2 separate regions of the Mus musculus genome follow, and region 1 is linked to region 2. Evidence: chromatin contacts called from public Hi-C data. All regions are on one chromosome and are shown on one strand. The core of a region is the stretch at or near the end of the contact, and the rest is flanking DNA. Distances in the headings are between cores, read along the strand shown.

The links. Hi-C and Micro-C count contacts between places; a contact is called where the count stands out from the background.
Region 1: a Hi-C map of the 63-12 cell line shows a contact between it and region 2, with 2.0 times the contacts expected there. The contact joins two enhancer-like sites. A contact is called at or near these places in 1 of 484 Hi-C or Micro-C datasets (the 63-12 cell line) and 1 of 9 other capture datasets (embryonic stem cells).

The regions. Positions count from the first base shown.
Region 1 is chr14:23,929,544-23,933,359 of GRCm38.p6, forward strand. All of the region lies in intron 1 of Kcnma1 (potassium large conductance calcium-activated channel, subfamily M, alpha member 1), which reads right to left. Among named protein-coding and RNA genes, the nearest start is that of Kcnma1, 73 kb to the right of the region's middle. Within about 2 kb of position 2,373, at least 19 of the 459 cell types and tissues checked have an H3K27ac peak or open chromatin away from gene starts, as enhancers often do. A contact at or near this core is called in the 63-12 cell line, where this site is marked.
Region 2 is chr14:23,585,600-23,589,279 of GRCm38.p6, forward strand. All of the region lies in intron 5 of Kcnma1 (potassium large conductance calcium-activated channel, subfamily M, alpha member 1), which reads right to left. Among named protein-coding and RNA genes, the nearest start is that of Gm51422, 63 kb to the right of the region's middle. Within about 2 kb of position 2,077, at least 11 of the 459 cell types and tissues checked have an H3K27ac peak or open chromatin away from gene starts, as enhancers often do. A contact at or near this core is called in the 63-12 cell line, where this site is marked.

The sequences.
Region 1 (3,816 bases), core at 1,123-3,622, 340 kb after region 2:
GTAAGTGTGTGTGTGTGTGTGTGTGTGTGTGTGTGTGGTGTCCCCATATACATGTTATTAAGTCAATGCTGCTAACAGCATACAAGACCAGATTATGCTCTGAACTTGAAATGATGGATGGGAGGAAGGACACTTCACCTTTATGCCCAATTCCTCTTACAGAATTTTGTGTACCCAAATTCAAATTTATCCAGTATCCGCAACTGAAACCCAGAGTTCTCCCAGCCATGGTGGAAAAACACAAAGAAGTTCACCAGCAGGAAGTTCTAGAAATCTCCAAGTCTCTTATGGACCATTTTACAAGTGGAAAAACTGAGGAACCCCCCTCAATAAAAATATAGTACATAAGCAAGCCGAACCCACAGACCTTGAACCTTCGGGGATGCTCTTTCAGTTGATATCTCTATCCCTTGACCTTCCTATCCCTGTCCAGAGGCCAATGTGTGGCCAAGATGTTCCCTTGATTAAGTCTTTCTGCTTGAACACAGTAATGTTTGGAAGTTTGAGAGAGAGTGTGCCTGGCAGTTTTAGCCTATGAGTGATAGATCACCTCTTCCCCAGGGTGGTCTGTATAGAGCCCCAAGAACAGTCACAGTTGTGCTGTTCAGCTCAGCTCCTCTGGGGGCAGCTCTTGGAAGTCCATTCCTACAAAGGAGACATCATGGTTCTCATCTGGTCCATCTCTCACGGACAGCCATCTGCGGATTCGTACTTGCACGGCCTAGCTCAACTGAGAGGAGCAAAAAGAAAAATGTCAGCAGCAGCAGAGGCTGGGAGTCACTGTGGGAAACCATCCCCTCCCCCAGGCAAATGGAACATCCCAGAAAGGAGCTGTGTACAGAAGGCCGGGAGCCTAGCTGGCAGGAGAGGAGAAAGAAACTCCATCACTGGAGAATGTGCCAGTGCCAAGGGGCCAGAAATCCTGATGGAGGAGGGATGAGGTGGGCAGCAGGAGCCTGGACCAAGTTTGGCTTCTGCTTCTGGAAAAGGCAGCACACTGCTGTGGGTAAAAACCATGAGGTCTGGGGACGTGGTCACTCCTGAGTTAGGACCATAATTCCTCCATTTTCAGCTCTGTGATTTCTGTGTCCTTTTCTGGGTCTGTTTCCTCTCCTGGAAACAGAAACAATATGCCTCACATAGTGTGGGGGCACTAAAGAGGGTAATATGGAGCCCACACCTGGTCTCATCTGGGCAGCAGCTGTGGTGAGTAGCTTGCAGACACACATCCTGCTCATCACCCTCACTTTGTTCTGTGAATTTCAATCATGTACCCTTCTAAGAACACAGAGTTTTGTCCTCCCTGCCTTGCGGTGGTTTTCATCATGGTTTTCTCTTGTCACAGATGACTGGGGAACCACTGTGCCCTGGGTTCCTGGGGCAGCCCATGATGTCACTCCCAGTAAGGGAAGACAGGAAGCAGTGATAATATTGCTTCATCACAAATAGTACAGACACTGGCATAGCAGAGATAAATAAGTCACAGTAATCTTCGATACATCTTTCATTAAGCTAAATTATAAACTTTTTTTATCTTTTGACCCTTTGTAAAACCTATTTTTAATATGCATTTTTGAAAAGGTGTTGCATTCATATTTTAAATGATCCCATGTTGGCTTCATGAGCTAATGGCCCTTCAGCCCAGGTAAGCATCCTCTCCTGCCACACTAAGAAGAGTAGCATCTAGGAGAGCAGAGGGCAGGGCTGGAATATGGCAACAGTGGCACTCCTGGGTGAAGTGCTTCCCAATGCCAGGCCCAAAGTGCGTAACAGTATCCTGTTAGACTGTCCCCAGGTTACCAAGTCTGAGAATCCAGTTGTTGGGACACAGAGAACACGTTCCAGGGCCAGACAACACTTTGACCCAGAGAAAGCCCCTGAACTATTCAGTCAAGGGCCCACCAGTCATGTCTCTAGGACATCCCACCTCCAGAAAGCAGACTGTCTCAGGGCTGTTTCTAAGTCATACCCCATCAGGAACTGAGTCCCAGTGTCCCCAACCCAACAGATCAACATCAGCAGCAAGACATTCCCAGAAAACAGCTGTACTGCCAGGAGCCAAACTCAAAGTGACCAAAAGCACAAGAGGCCCTTCCCACAAGAGTCACCCTCCCTTCCTGCGTTGCCTAGAGTGGTAGAGCCCAGGCACAGAAGCTGTGGTAGATCTAGTTTAAATAATACGGATCTCGTATTTCACTCTGAACATTCCAAATGAAAGGGTTCAAGTAGGGATCAATGTCTCTGTTGTTGTTCCAGTAGGAGACAGGGAACCACCAACCAAGGTCACTGCGAGTGGACGCTGAAGGGAGGAGCCCACAGGGTTGCTCTTCAAAGCAGACCTAACAAATTCCTTGGGGCCAAGCCAGGCCAGATTTTCCATAACCATGACAAGTCTGCTATTTTTCACCCTCTGAAAGCCTGGTGATACCATGGGGTACAGCGCAGAAACAACTATGATTCCCCGAAAAGGGTTCCAGACAAGAATGAAATAGCTCATCTCCAGTAAGGTAAACAAGATGACACAGAAATCCTGTGAGCAGTTTGGAAAGGAAAAAGTTCAAGGACCCCCGGTCTCTGGCTGGAGAGACTACCTTCCCAAGGCTGTGGGTGCTTAGAAGGTCATTTTGTTCAGAGACTCTACACACAGAGAAACCATGAGATCACAACTCTGTGGACAAAGCGGGGCCTAAACGTCCTAGAGAAAGTAGAAAACATTAAACAAGGAGGGTAGAGGAACTAAGGGGCTGTACTGAAATGTCACTGATGCCTCCAGCTTCCAAGATCATGTGATCACAAGCTCTGTTCAAAGGAAAAGCATTCCCTAGGGAGAACTGCCTAGTCCCCCTCTGGTTTGCAAACTGTGGCTTCCCTCCACACGCACGCACGCATACAGGTAGCTGCTATAAGAAAATGTATTAAACAGAGACTCCTCCTATCCAATCAAGACTGCAGGAGGGTGGTTTTCCTGGAGCAGTGAGGGGCCTGGTGTCAGGGGTTGGGGGAGCCAGAGAAATAGTGGCACACAGCTGATCTGCTTCTGGAAGGAGTTAGCAGGACCTGCCCTCCCAAGCCATGATAACCACATGACAAAGTCACAAATCCCTGTAGGGTGTCTTGGGACTTAATTTGAGCCCAAATAAAACTCAAGAGATCAAAGATCACTTCTGGCTATTCTACAAAGGGGGTATTAAAGAAAAAGAACCTACAAAGTGGGGATGAGAGGGGCCAGCAGCACAGGTATTAGAGAAGTGACCTTAAAATCAGGTTCAAGAAAGAACCAAGCTTCCTTCCAGAAGGAAGAAAAATATTTACTAAAGTGGCAAACCACTATTATGTATTTTTTCCCCAAGCTTCCTTCTGAATTGGATTTTTCAAAAAAGTTGTACCTCTGTTTTGCTTATTTGATTAACAAAAACAACAACAAAGCTCCCAATAGCTTCAATCAGAGTCGGTCCTACTGTGTTTTCCATTTCTATGATAAGTAAAATATGACTTAACTTTTCACTTCCTACTCCATCACTGAGGGAAGACATCATCAGGGTAGGGACTCACGCAGGAACCTGGAGGCCGGAACTGAAGCAGAGGCCATGGATGAACACTGCTTCCTGGCTTGCTCTCCATGGTTTGCTCAGGACCATTTTTCCCAGAGGTACCACTGACAATGGACTGGGCCCTTCCCCCATCAATCATTAATCAAGAAAAACAACACACAGACAAGCCTTCAAACCAATCTGATGGAGGTGATTCCTCAAGTTAGGGTCCTTCTTTCCAGGTGACTCAACACAAAGGAGTACAGAATCCTTTGCTGAAGTTAGA
Region 2 (3,680 bases), core at 827-3,326:
TACCTTGCCTCCCCATTGCTGGAATTATAACCACACTCTACCATACCCAGACTTATATGTGGGTGATAGGGACTGAAGTCAGGTCTCCATGCTTATGAGGAAAGCATTTTCACTAAGGGAGCAATCTTCCCAGCTCTTGAAGATACTTTTATTTTACCCTAGCCAGACCCAAGTTGGACTTCCAGGCTAAAAAATTATGAGATGAGGCACAGAGGCTGTGTTGAGGCACAACATTGTGGTGATAGGTTTCTATGTCAGTAGAAAACAACTACAAGCATCTATTATGGTGGTGAGGCTGACATGAGCCTAAGAAAAAGACTTTCTATCTTCCATTGGTTCAGACTATTCTGTGAAGTGCAGTCCTCTCCCCTCAGGGAGTGAGCTTCCTTTTCCATGGCAAGCTCTGCCCTCCACTACCAACCTCATCTGGGGCTCAGTGTTCCACAGAATTTTCTGTATCCCTGATACATAACACACACACACACACACACACACACACACACACACACACACACACACATACATATACACACACAAGCATATGCTACTCTCACTCCTCTGACCACTACCCCTCACCCCCATGCTTTCTGCTGTGCTTGGCAATTCTGAACTTAATTATATAGTAGGCAATGTTACCTACTGCCATTTCATGTCTGTTTATCTTGTTTCCAAAATAAGATTGAACCTTAGTCTCAAACAGGAACTATGTTGTGTCCTATTTTAACCTGTTGTTCTTGTTTTCTAGAATGTACACACACACACACACACACACACACACACACACACACACACACACACAAAGGATACAAAGTCATATTTTTAAGTAGATAGCCTCAATTTCGTTGTTGTTTTCCTCTATGACTGGCCACTAGCTCATTTTTCTATTTCATACTAGAGTGTTCTGTTTTCTAGTGAAATTTGTTGAAGGTGTTAAGGTCTACTGTTGGACCTAGAATGGATAAGTTCCATTCATTGGAGGCCCCAGTCACGCTCCTCATTCTGTCAGAGAGAGAATATGGGTAAAATCTGTTTAAAAACATGGCACAGCTAACAAAGAGGGAGGCTGTTTCTGTGATACTCACAAGCCAGTGCTAAGCACATAATACCTGCTCAATAAAAATTGGTTAGGCAGGGCTGTAACTGTGACTCGGGAGGGAAGCACTTGTCCAGCATAGACAAGGCCCAGGGTTTCAACTCTATCACTAAGATAATAAAAGGCACATCAGGCAACTGGTCAGTGAGTAAGCTTCTCCTATTCCATTCCTCTAACCACAGGAGATGACTTTCTACACAAACATCTACATGCACAAAGGTGGCATGGCTGACCGCGCATGGGGGTAGAGTTTCTAAAAGAACAGACAGATAAACGTGTTGTTCGTAGCTCAAAATAAAATCCTCCTCTCATTTCAGGGTGCACTTATTTTAGTGGTTGGGGTGAGGATTTTTGTGAAGGGATGAGCCCATGTGTGAGAATGGGAATTAAAACAAGCAGAGCTTTGCCGTCTGCAGACATAGATGCCGTCCCATCCTGCTGCCTTTTGTGGGGTCCCATCCTGCTCTATATGATTCTTTGGTACTTTAAAGTATGGAGGAAAAGTTAGAGAAAGAGGCTGGGATAGCTATTGCCCTGCTAGCAAAGTTTTCACTATGTTCTTAGTATGTAGCTTCCACACTAGAGCCCAGTTGTAACCCTATGAGGGAGCCGCCCTTGCTACCATCCTTTTACAGGGGATAATACTAAGAAAGCAGGACTGGAGGCAAGTAAGTGTGATCTTGCATCAAGAGACCCGTGGGCCAGTGGCTGAGGAAGAGCTAATTGAACTGGGACAGAACAGAGAGCTGGATTCTGATCTACTTCTCTCTGCTGAGTGTGATCACATGGAAGCCCTTGGTCCTCTGCAAGATCTACAAGCTGACGAAGTGCCCCGAAACTTGGGAGACACCATGCCACTTCTGTATGCTTCTCTGGTCCTCGTGGCATTTCTAGAAACTGGAGGTGGCAAAGGAGGAGTGCGAGAGAAGAGATATAGGAGTGTGCGCTCTTAAATAAGAGCTCTCCCCCTCCCTTCCGGCCCGAGGCAAAGCGTTGTGGGATGAGTAAGTGGGGATGGAGGAATGCCAACATCAAGCAGCAGAGTGGGTGCTGCCTTTCCCAAATCGGTCCTCAAAGCTCCCAATCTTGCAAGGTTAAGGTCAGAAGCTCAAGGTCAGCAAAAGAGTGCAGTGACATCATGTCAGACTGGGGAAAATTGTCCAAACAGGCTGTGTGAACTTGGACAAGAGAGTCAACCTCTCTGAGCTTCAGGTGCCTGGTCTGGAAACATGAAGTAATTAACAATTCCTACCTCATAGGTTTGATCTGAAGATTGAGAGGATTTAGGTAACAGATTGAATGGTAGGACCATTGCTGCAGCATTTGAATACTCACCATTGTTATGTTGGCTGTATTACTGAGTGTCTTAAACGGACATATATAAGTGATATATATGCTTTATTATATAATATGCAATCCTGTGCTAAGAATAAGAATGGCAACATGGTCTGGGTGGTGCATTGTAAGAGATACAGATCAGGCCCCTGGTAACCACTCTGGTTTTCAATCACCATGATGCCAGCAGTACCATGCCCCCACCCTCAAAACTTTGTGCAGTACTTCAGTAGTCTTATTTCTTGTATCTATCTTATCCCAAATCCCAGTCAGTGTGAAGGCAGTATACCTCCACTTTCCAGGATAAGGGAAAGGCTGTTCACACCTAATGGTCCTTTTCATCTTTGTAGGACTGTTTCCTGAGAACGTTCATTAGTTTCTGTGGTGGCTCATGAGTACAATGCTTGTTTCCCAGGGTGATAACCTATGTATTAAATCAGACAGAGGGACCTCCTAGTTTTTGACTAAAATGACTCTTCCGTAATAGGCAGGAAGGTTTGGGACTCCACCCAAGGGCAGTTACTAAGAAGCAAAAGCATCGTATTAAATGTTTTCTCCTGCAAGAGTGGACAGGTTCTTTTGATTGTTTTGGTTGGGTTGTTGTTGTTACTATTATTGTTGTTATTGTTAATGTTATTAATTTTATAATCCAGCATGCCATTGCTCTGTTTTCAGTTTCAACACTGATGCTTCCCATGAGGCTGCATCATTTATTGATTTCTAAAGTCCCTCGGTTCCTGCCCTTCTCAGAATTATAAGGCGGCAGTCTGTCAATGTCCTTCACAGACTGAGTGGAGAACAAGACCCAGTCACAAAGGTCACAAAGCCAATCGTCAGCTCAGCTGAGAAGGCTGGGATGCGCCAGCCCATGGACCTACTCAGGACGGAGATTTGCATGTGGCTCTCATGATCTGGACATACTGACCATTCTCAGCAAGCACATCTCAGAGCCAAGAAGCAAAACTTTCCCCTCAGCAATAAGTAAGTATGGTTTGAATGAGAAATCTGGGGCTAGGTGGCATCTAACTGAGGATATGCACACACGAGGGTACAATTACACAAGGCATCCAAGAGTGTGTAGGTGATCACTATATGTTATATATTAGAGATGCTTATGTTCTAAATATGTGACAGTTGTTTTCAAACCCAGGGCTTTGCAGGATGCAAGTACATCTTCCCACAACATTTTTAGAACATTATCTAACAATGTCTACAAAATAAATTATTCATGCTCTTTTACTTGGCAATGCCT